3 separate regions of the Bombyx mori genome follow, and regions 2 and 3 are each linked to region 1. The links are chromatin contacts, called in public Hi-C maps. All regions are on one chromosome and are shown on one strand. The core of a region is the stretch at or near the end of the contact, and the rest is flanking DNA. Distances in the headings are between cores, read along the strand shown.

Evidence for each region. A called contact is a pair of places that touch in the nucleus more often than the background predicts.
Region 2: a contact with region 1 is called in a Hi-C map of whole pupa, with 2.4 times the contacts expected there. The contact joins two enhancer-like sites. A contact is called at or near these places in 4 of 7 Hi-C or Micro-C datasets (midgut and whole pupa).
Region 3: a contact with region 1 is called in a Hi-C map of middle silk gland, with 1.8 times the contacts expected there. The contact joins two enhancer-like sites. A contact is called at or near these places in 3 of 7 Hi-C or Micro-C datasets (middle silk gland and whole pupa).

What each region holds. Positions count from the first base shown.
Region 1 is chr27:10,060,066-10,063,264 of ASM3026992v2, forward strand. All of the region lies in intron 3 of LOC101744319 (plasma membrane calcium-transporting ATPase 2), which reads right to left. Among protein-coding and RNA genes, the nearest start is that of LOC134201557, 4.6 kb to the left of the region's middle. Within about 2 kb of position 1,581, at least 5 of the 8 cell types and tissues checked have open chromatin away from gene starts, as enhancers often do.
Region 2 is chr27:9,971,671-9,974,869 of ASM3026992v2, forward strand. All of the region lies in intron 5 of LOC101744319 (plasma membrane calcium-transporting ATPase 2), which reads right to left. Among protein-coding and RNA genes, the nearest start is that of LOC134201556, 50 kb to the left of the region's middle. Within about 2 kb of position 1,716, at least 3 of the 8 cell types and tissues checked have open chromatin away from gene starts, as enhancers often do.
Region 3 is chr27:9,995,099-9,998,297 of ASM3026992v2, forward strand. All of the region lies in intron 5 of LOC101744319 (plasma membrane calcium-transporting ATPase 2), which reads right to left. Among protein-coding and RNA genes, the nearest start is that of Mir3409, 37 kb to the right of the region's middle. Within about 2 kb of position 1,428, at least 8 of the 8 cell types and tissues checked have open chromatin away from gene starts, as enhancers often do.

The sequences.
Region 1 (3,199 bases), core at 331-2,830:
AATATCAAAACGTCAATACTTTTGCGGATTATGGACTCTAAGGTGTTGGCGTTAAGGTATGCTATGCTTGCCTACAAAAACTTTACGTGCCATTGTCTTCGCTTGTGACCTTATTGAATTACACACTCAGAAACTAGTCGACCTTCGAGAGACTCCCACACGCAAAAAAAACATACATTTAAAATTTAGCGGTATTAACATCCAAAGGTAAACTGATTGGCCAATTTTGGTGCGATTCATAATATTAATTCACATCACCCCTATAACATATACGAATTGAAATGTTCTTTCAGCAGTAAATAACAGTTGAAAATCGCAATGAATATTTCACATTTGAGAAATTTTACGTATTTAGCTAAACGAAGTAAATAAATAAATAACCTTGATTTACATCTCAGCACATAAGCGTGACAATTTAATATGATAAAGAGGTTGGATATTATTACTTTAAAAAGGACTTTAAAACGGCGCAGTGAGTGTTTTAAATCACAAATTTGTAATTTTTACTTGTTCGTTTCTTGATAAAACACAATTCCAGTCTCTATTAACAGTGCTTTTAGGCATCACATGCACCGGTCACCGTCCTCGTCGAACCCGTCGCTTGCGACGTAGGACTCGACGAGCGAATTAACCCATAGACACAGCCCACTGAGTTTCTCGATCTTCTCAGTGGGTCGCGTCTCCTATCCTGTGGTAGATTCTGCGAAGCACTGCTCTTGCTAGGGTCAGTGTTAGCAACACTCCGGTTTGTGCTCCGTGAGCTCACCTACACGCGTTAGGGTGAAGCTGAAATAGCCTCTCAAGGCTATCAGCACAGGTAGGGGAAAAAAACCAGTTGCTTATAATGAATAGACATATTATTTCCTTACTTAATTATTTAATTTATTTCTTCAATGACCGATTGTCGCACGTAATCAAACCACTTCAGAGATAAACAAATTAATGGAGTGGGTATTCCGTGACTTGAGGGAACACATTAGGTATGTTACGTCTGCAATAAAAGACGCTTGCTGGCCGGATTCTTTTAAGATGATCACAGCGAAGCCAATTCCCTGACAAGTTATGTCATATGAGTCAATTGGCCTCATTTTATATTACACCGAAGCGAGCCTAAGGTTTCAGTTATGCCTATTTGGCATCAAACCGACTCGGCCTATTTGAGTAAGTTTTTGGCTCGCACTCAGACTTTAGCTTAGGAACTTATTTATATTTATTAATAACATAAATTCTGAATAGGACGAATGGCGTCGATAAATACAAAAGAAGCCACATGACTTCTATGAAACATACGTTTACAGCTGTACAACTAATCGTTATCAAAATAAATTAATATATTAACACGTACCTACTACTTATTTCATTTCGTTCGCATACGTACATGTCTAATTAAAAAAACCAAGGTGACTCGAAATTGAACATAGAAAAAAAAAACCGGCTTATTTCCATGATCGCGTTCCGTGAAGGCCAAGAGAGTCGCACAGTTGAGGTCTTTAACCTTTTAATTATAAGGTCGTCACTACACCCACCTTGGTGATGGAGTAGTTTAATGTGTCACCCGTGACCCGATGACTCATTGGTGATAAGGCCGTTTGGAATAAATAATCCAACTGCAGTGCTTATCAGGTCAACGATAAGTGCATCCGATACGTGTGGGGCAAGAGATTTGACTGGCTTGTTCGGTTTATCATAGGGGATGCTTGCCCTTTTTTATCAAGTTTCAACAACCTATTTTCATTTTGGTACTGAGATATTCTCGGACAACCGCCATTAATAATTTAGCTTTCTTCTCGAACCCAGTTTTCGAGGTTTCCTTTTCACGTCGGGTTCGTTGTTAATCGGATGGATAGGAACCTATAGTCTATAATGTGAATATCGCCACTTATATCATATCTTAATTCATAGATATCTTATATCATATCGTAGTCCGTACTGAAATCCATAAGGGAAGCGTTCGCGAAGCAGTCATGAGTTCCGGTATGAAAAATGAGAGAAAGTGTAACTTAACAATAGAGAATTAAACCTCATGTCTCAAGGTGGATGGTGGCATTCATGATGTGGTCTATATGCGGTGACCACTTTACACCGGTTGCACAGTAAGCTCAATAGTTGGGTAAATAACCCAACTACACAATGAAGAAGGCTATGGTCTTCAAAGCGCTGGTTACTAGGTAGGAAAAGTTAGTTAGAGGTACATTTGCAATTCAGACTAAAGATGTATAACTAATAAACTCGAACGTTAAGATAAGTCCAATAAAATACGTCATTCGATAACAAGTATGATGGAAAATGAAAACATCAGAGAGGCACTACGCCCAAGTATTTCAACAGAGGCAGAATGAACAGGGAAACTAAAGTTTAAAATAACCTTATTTTTACCCTGATTATCCTGGTATGTTTTAGACTAATGTATAATTATTGTATTGTCAACGGTCCTTGAAATGTATGCAAAAATTCAAAAGTTAATGGCAATTTAACTTTGGGCCAAATATGACCGTGTGTGGTTTGTTCACGGTTGTTACTACTATTATAACTTTAATGCGTCATTGCAGTTACAATGTACAGTTTTTCGTATAATAATAATTATTATTATATGTCAATCGGTGTCAGGTCTCAGATAGATCCGCTAAAGACCGATCCAAAACCTAGTAATTATATTCAAAGTTTATATTTAACAAAAAAGATTTGTGACAACAGAGTCGGTTCTGTAAGTACTTGTAAATCAAAGATTATGCTCATGTACATAATACATAATAATATGTATGTTCGAGATAAATATGTATCAAAGTGATAGATCAGGGTGTCCTTATCTGTCTATCGTATATTTGTAATAAATCTTCTTCTTCTTCTTTTTCTCTACCTTATCCCACTAGAACAGCTAATTTTTCTCTTCCATTCTCTTCGTCAGCCGTCAGCTCAACAATCACTCCTTTCTCTCTCATATCGTCATTCACACACTGCATCCATGTCTTCTTCGGTCGACCTCTTCCCCCTCTACCTTGCACTACCATTTCAGATTAATATTTATATTTTGTAATAATTTTTTATTACCCGGCAGACTTCGTAGTGCCTCAATCGATAAATAAAAGACCTAAACTTTTGTATAAAATAAAGTTAAAACAAACAAAAGAAATCCGTCCGATGGGGGGGACATCATAGGAAAAACAAAATTGTTATTTTTATTTCATTCAGAGCATTTTCA
Region 2 (3,199 bases), core at 466-2,965, 88 kb before region 1:
GATAACCTATTTTTCAGATCGCATTACTCTGGCAGGAAGTTCGTTCCGACTCCGGCTTACATCACTATCAGGAATTATAATACAATTGATGTTCGATTCCCACCATGCATCTTGGGTTTGCGATGGCGCCGAGGGTCAGTCGGATCGCATGACACACTAACACAACTTGCGGACATAATATTCATACAGATACAGGGAGCGGTACATACCGAGTGGAGAAGATTGACATACAGTCACGATCCTCAGCATTGAGGGAACAACCAGAAAGAGAAAGTGATGTTCGATTGAAAGTTATTCGTGAACACAGATTATTAGTGTTGTGCAAATTTATTATTACCAACGCCGTAAACGAGCCATTGCATATTCACGTGACTATCAGTACCCCGATTTCTTATCTATAAGGCCACGCACGCCAGTGCTTACTTCTCATTCTTCTTTTTGTCCTTAACCAACATTATGTAAGGTCGTTACAGCATACTGCATAGGTATTTGGCATGAGTTTTACGAACAGCCACCTGCCTGACGTCACCCTACTATGGGTTATATCTCCAGTCTACTTAGTGCGAGTTTTTTAACGTTCTCGATACCGTAAAAGTTAACTCAAATTTGTATGGAGTTGGAACGTTTGCCTACGTTTGCCGCTAGGAGCGCTGTTCCAACTGCATACACATTTAAATTAACTTTTATGCTATCGAGAAAGTTAAAAAACTCGCACTAAACACGCAATAGTATCCATTATAAAGCTCAACGTACCATAGACAGGACTAAATTTTCTTTTCCTTTACCTTTAGATTTCAAAATTCCAAAAAGTTAAAAATATTACTATGCATACGCATTCCGTCTATGACTAAATACATCGTCTGATTAAATTTTTGTGTTAATGTTAATTAGCATTTGAATTATGACTCACTATTCACGAACTAACATTACATAACAAATTACGTAGAAATTGTCCCAAATTTAAAGATAAATTAAGTACACCTTCACCCATTTTTTTTATTTACTACGTTAACTGATTATGTACACACGCTAGCTGAATGGATATGAGGAAATGGCCTTGACCTCTGATGTCGACCTTGGTGCAAGGTCGGGTACCAAATGTCGGACTCATGTTTTTATTGGAATTATTGCGTTTGCTCTTATTTTTCGGGGGTAAATAGAGACAGTGACAAAGTGCGGAGGAACGATAAAATAAAATTGTGTACGTTTGTAACAATTGCGTTTTTGGGGATCTTTCTACTTGGGCGGATTAGCTCATCTGGTGTTGTATATCTAATAGAGCCCATAGACATAGTTCTCTAGGAAACAGTTATTGTGGTACAATGGAGATTTCGATCTCATAGTTTTACTGGTGGTAGGACCTCTTGTGAGTCCGCGCGGGTAGGTACCACCACCCTGCCTATTTCTGCCGTGAAGCAGTAATGCGTTTCGGTTTGAAGGGTGGGGCAGCCGTTGTTACTATACTTGAGACCTTAGAACTTATATCTCAAGGTGGGTGGCGCATTTACGTTGTAGATGTCTATGGGCTCCAGTAGCCACTTAGGTGGGCTGTGAGCTCGTCCACCCATCTAAGCTATAAAAAAAAACATGACTTTACTTTCGTCTCAGTATTATTTATTATTAAGTGTCAAGGGATTCGTATTAATATTAGGTCTGCAATTAGCTCATCAGCTTGTATTGCATCGATCTATCAACATTAAAGTTCAAGTGGGGTCAGTTGTTATTCACGACCCTATAGTGTATCTTTATTGACTAATTAACGTTTATTAGTTAGCATATTTATAGAATGACTCAAGTATATTATCATAAGCATTGTCTCATCTAGCGCTACAATGACATGTCTATCAAAAAGTATCAAGTTTTTTTTTTTTTTTTTTTTTTATTGCCCTTGTAGGCAGACGAGCATACGGCCCACCTGATGGTGAGTGGTTACCGTCGCCCATGGACTTCAGCAATGCCAGGGGCAGAGCCAAGCCGCTGCCCACCGTATTAGTGTATTTAAAAAAACTATAAAGGTGACATTCGGTTGCTTCATTCCCTGTCTTTATTTATGATCAGACCATACTACACTACGAGTATAGCGTTCTCATCGGAAATACGGGTAATTTCTGGAGAATTTCATGATGATAAAACAATAGAAGTCATTAAAAATGAAGTCCGATAAACTAGCACATAAATAAATGTATATACTAATGGTAACCATTTAAAAGGAATAGAAAACATGAAATCAATAAATTAATCACGAAATTATACAATTTTTTTTATTGCTTTTGATGGGTGGATGACTTCACAGCCCACCTGGTGTTAAGTGGTTACTGGAGCCCATAGACATCTACGACGTAAATGCGCCACCCACCTTGAGATATAAGTGTTAAGGTCTCAGTATAGTTACGACGGCTGCCCCACCCTTCAAGCCGAAACGCATTACTGCTTCACGGCAGAAATAGGCAGGGTGGTGGTACCTACCCGTGCGGACTCATAAGAGGTCCTACCACCACATCGCGATGTACATGTAAATCATGTCACTCTGATAACTAACATATACTGAGATGATATTGATAATAACGATTTATTATTATTATTAGCGCTATTCACATTATTGAGTTTACATTATGGTACGACTGTATCTTTTAACTAATATAAATCATCTATCGATGAAGGTAAATTCTACTTCGTTTTTTTATGGCATTAGCAAAGATACATAATGTATACACGAAATAAAAACCTGCTTAGTTACCGATTTTACAAAGCAAAGTCCAAAAGTCACGCTCGAGAGTACCGGATCAAGCCTTTTAATGATCAACCCGGAGCCACATCGTGTGTGATTACTGAGTGATTATGAATGAATAAACGAGTTTAAAGAAGAACAACTTCTGCGGAAACATCGAGGAGGGAACTTAATGATACATGAAAATAGCTATTCTGTTTAATTGAAAAGGCTCAACAATTATTATTATTATTTTTTACTAATTTTACTAATTTATACCATATTCTAAGTATGTACACACGTACCTAGCCTTCATTCCCGCAAAGAACCAAAGGGAAATGGGGGTGACTGAAAATCAGCGCTGTTCGATCGTATCAACCTTGAACAGCAATAGCTGAGCCACCTCCTTTTGCCTTTTTCTCTCCTTTTTTTTCTTTCCTTTTATTTGATTTCATTTTATTTTATTTGATGTGAAAGGCAATAAATGATTTT
Region 3 (3,199 bases), core at 178-2,677, 65 kb before region 1:
CAATGCCAGTAGTGGGGTCGTGACATAATAAAAAGGGCGGTAGTCTGAAAAACGGGACAGAAATCAGTGTATTCGGTAGTGGGCAGATGTCTAAAGATTGTAAAAGTGGAGTTACAAATAAAGCAATACAGAATTAAGTAAACTACTGCAATCTGTGTATTATTTCCTGACTGTTGGAAGTGGAGTTTACACATCTAAAGTTGGCATGAGTGCGCCATTTCGAAAAAGCGGCACAACTCGAGAACCCTCCCATACTGGCCGCCGGTAATTATATTCCCGATCCTGTAGACCGAATGGTAAACAGTCGACGTAGCCCTAAGCACGTAATTTCGGAGCTCACCTCCTTGTTAGGTTACGCTGACATAGCCTCCTCAAGGCCATCATCTTAGGTAGGAAAAAAAACTGACTATTTCTGCCACGTAACAGTCCTGCGTTCCAGTTTGAAGGTTTAGACAACACTATTTAGATTTATACCTCATATTTCAAAGTGGCCAGTAATTTCTATGGGATGTAATAACCACTAAACACCAGATGGTCTGTGAGCTCGTTTACCGACCATGTCACGAAAAAAATAAAAATTTCATTAGTCCTTCATTTAAACCAATAATGAATAGCAGAAGAGAAAAAGTAATTTTTGAAGTGGCAAACAATATTATGAAATATCGCTTTGATTAAAACGGTTATGATATGATTTGATTCAGAACGTTACCGAAGTTTGGCCTTTACAAATCTTTTACTACTAATACTAGTCGTACTTCAACTGGCTATAATTTTTAAGTCTGCAAACACACATTACCAACATCCCACAATGACATCACCGATTTATCATTAACATATTCCGCTCACATTGTCATACCTTGATGATAACGTCATGCCTTATAAACCGGCACACTCACCGCTAAATTCAGTATTTCTTAGCGAAAAAATACGTTTTTTTTTAAATCATAATCAGTACGTTGGGCCGTATTTTAACCAGACACTGATCCTTGGATTCGACAAAATAATATATCAGTTTGTATCCTATGCAGATAAAAAATCACCAGTGTTTGACTTATCGAGGTTTGAAAGACGATTTGGTTTAAGCATTATTTCGCTTAATACGCCACATTCATCTTTGTAATTAAAGGTCCGTTTTATTTGGTATTAGCATCAACAATTCGATGTTTTTAATTGAACTTCAATTAAGTTTACCTCATTTAAATATCTGAATGAGTTTTTTTTTTAAGAATAAATTTTAACCTGTCAATGATTATAATTCCGCCATAGTAACCTAACACCAGTAATGTACATGAAACAAGAAAAATATAATCCAGTTTGGCCGCAACGTACTTTCGAACCCAGTAATTTCTCAATCAAGGTCCCAGTCAAAGGCCAGTCAGAGCGATAAGTCATCGATGACGCGATTTCGTTACGTGTAGCGACAGAGCACCGACAGTATCCGACGGCCGATGTCGACCGGCGTCAGTTTAAAATGATTTATCGAACAGGCAGGACGCTTTCCGCTTGGCCGCCCTCGGGAACGCTCCTAGGAGGCGCCATCCCTAATGCACGGATTATTATGGATGACGTAATGTTTATAAAATGTTTCTTTGAGGAACATTATTTGTTCGGTAAACAGAACGAGCGGAAGATTAACGTTAAAGTCGATTAGCAATTGCAACCGTACCAAATCTATACTTAATATTATAAAGCTGAAGAGTTTGTTTGAACGCGTTAATCTCAGGAATTACTGGTTCGATTTAAAAAAATCTTTCAGTGTCAGCTCATTTATTGAGGAAGGCTATAGGCTATATAACATCACGCTAAGACCAATGCAAGCGGAGCACCAATAAAGAATGTTTCAAAATCGGGGTATTTTTCCCTTTTGATAGGTTCCGCTGCGTGCGCTGCGGAAACGGTTAAAGTTACGCTAATATAATGTATGAAAAAATTGTTGCCCTTTAAAAGTTTTTATAAAAAAAGTTATGCCAAAGTAACTATTCCACGCGGACGAAGTCGTAAATAAATAAAATACGTAAGAAAGCGTAATAACAAAGTCGAATATACTCAACACAACGTTTGTCCATCACAAAACGTAATTAGAGTCCACGAGGCAGGGGGAGTTTATACGTAAATTAGTTTGCGCGGACCGGCCGCAGCCGTTAACGTAAACATTGGTACTGCACGCGATACACAAGTGCAATAACCACTCATCACTTAACGTATATTGCTTTCGTTCTTGAACCTTGAATTTTCATAGTTGCACTCTCATAAACCGCACCTTGTTGTTGCTACTTCGTTGTTTTTTGCTGTTCTGACGCAACAAACCATCTAATATACTTATTTAACTTTATTGCTGATCAATTTTGGTACGTTTTTTGATAATATAATACTTCTGATAGTAGCGTCTTGTATATGTAACCCGTACGGTTAGTTATCATCTAGTATTTTTCATGCACGGTACCTGGAGCCACTGCATTCATACACAGTGCGTTTCCAGAGATCTTTTTTGCCACGTACCATCCGGCTTTGGAATGAGCTCCTCTCCAAAGTGTTTCCCGAGCGCTATGACATGTCCTTCTTCAAACGAGGCTTGTGGAGACTATTAAACGGTAGGCAGCGGCATGGCTCTGCTGCTGGCATTGCTGACGTCTATGAGCGATAATAACCACTCACCATCAGCCGTATGCGCGTATACCAATCATGCGACTCAATGACACCTTGACATTTCAAGGTGAGTGACGGCATTCTTGTTGTGATGTCTATGTACCGTATTTTATTGAAAATCTAAATACGTCGCACCGAACCTTGAATGTTTTATATTATCCAGTACCTATCGCCGTCGTTTACTTTTCAACTTTAATTACATCATAATTCACCTTTTGTGATCCACCAGGTGCCGTCCAGACTTCAGTACGAACCGAAACACCAAGGATATCGAAGCCATCATTGCTTTATTGGCGTTAAAAACGTTCCAGGGTTGATAAATGATCGGACTAAAACCTGCGGTCGGCTATAAGCCGGCGACCTTGCCGAAGAACCCGCCTATTCGACGAGACTATTTATTTTTAACATTCTGTCTTTTAATGATACTAATAACAGACGTTAGAAAGCGTTGTATTTTGTACGGACCGACCACGACCTCAAATCTCATTTTGATGTTTCGTTATAATAAAATAAAAAAAACCGAATCTAAAACCGTTCGTAAACAATGTGGAAT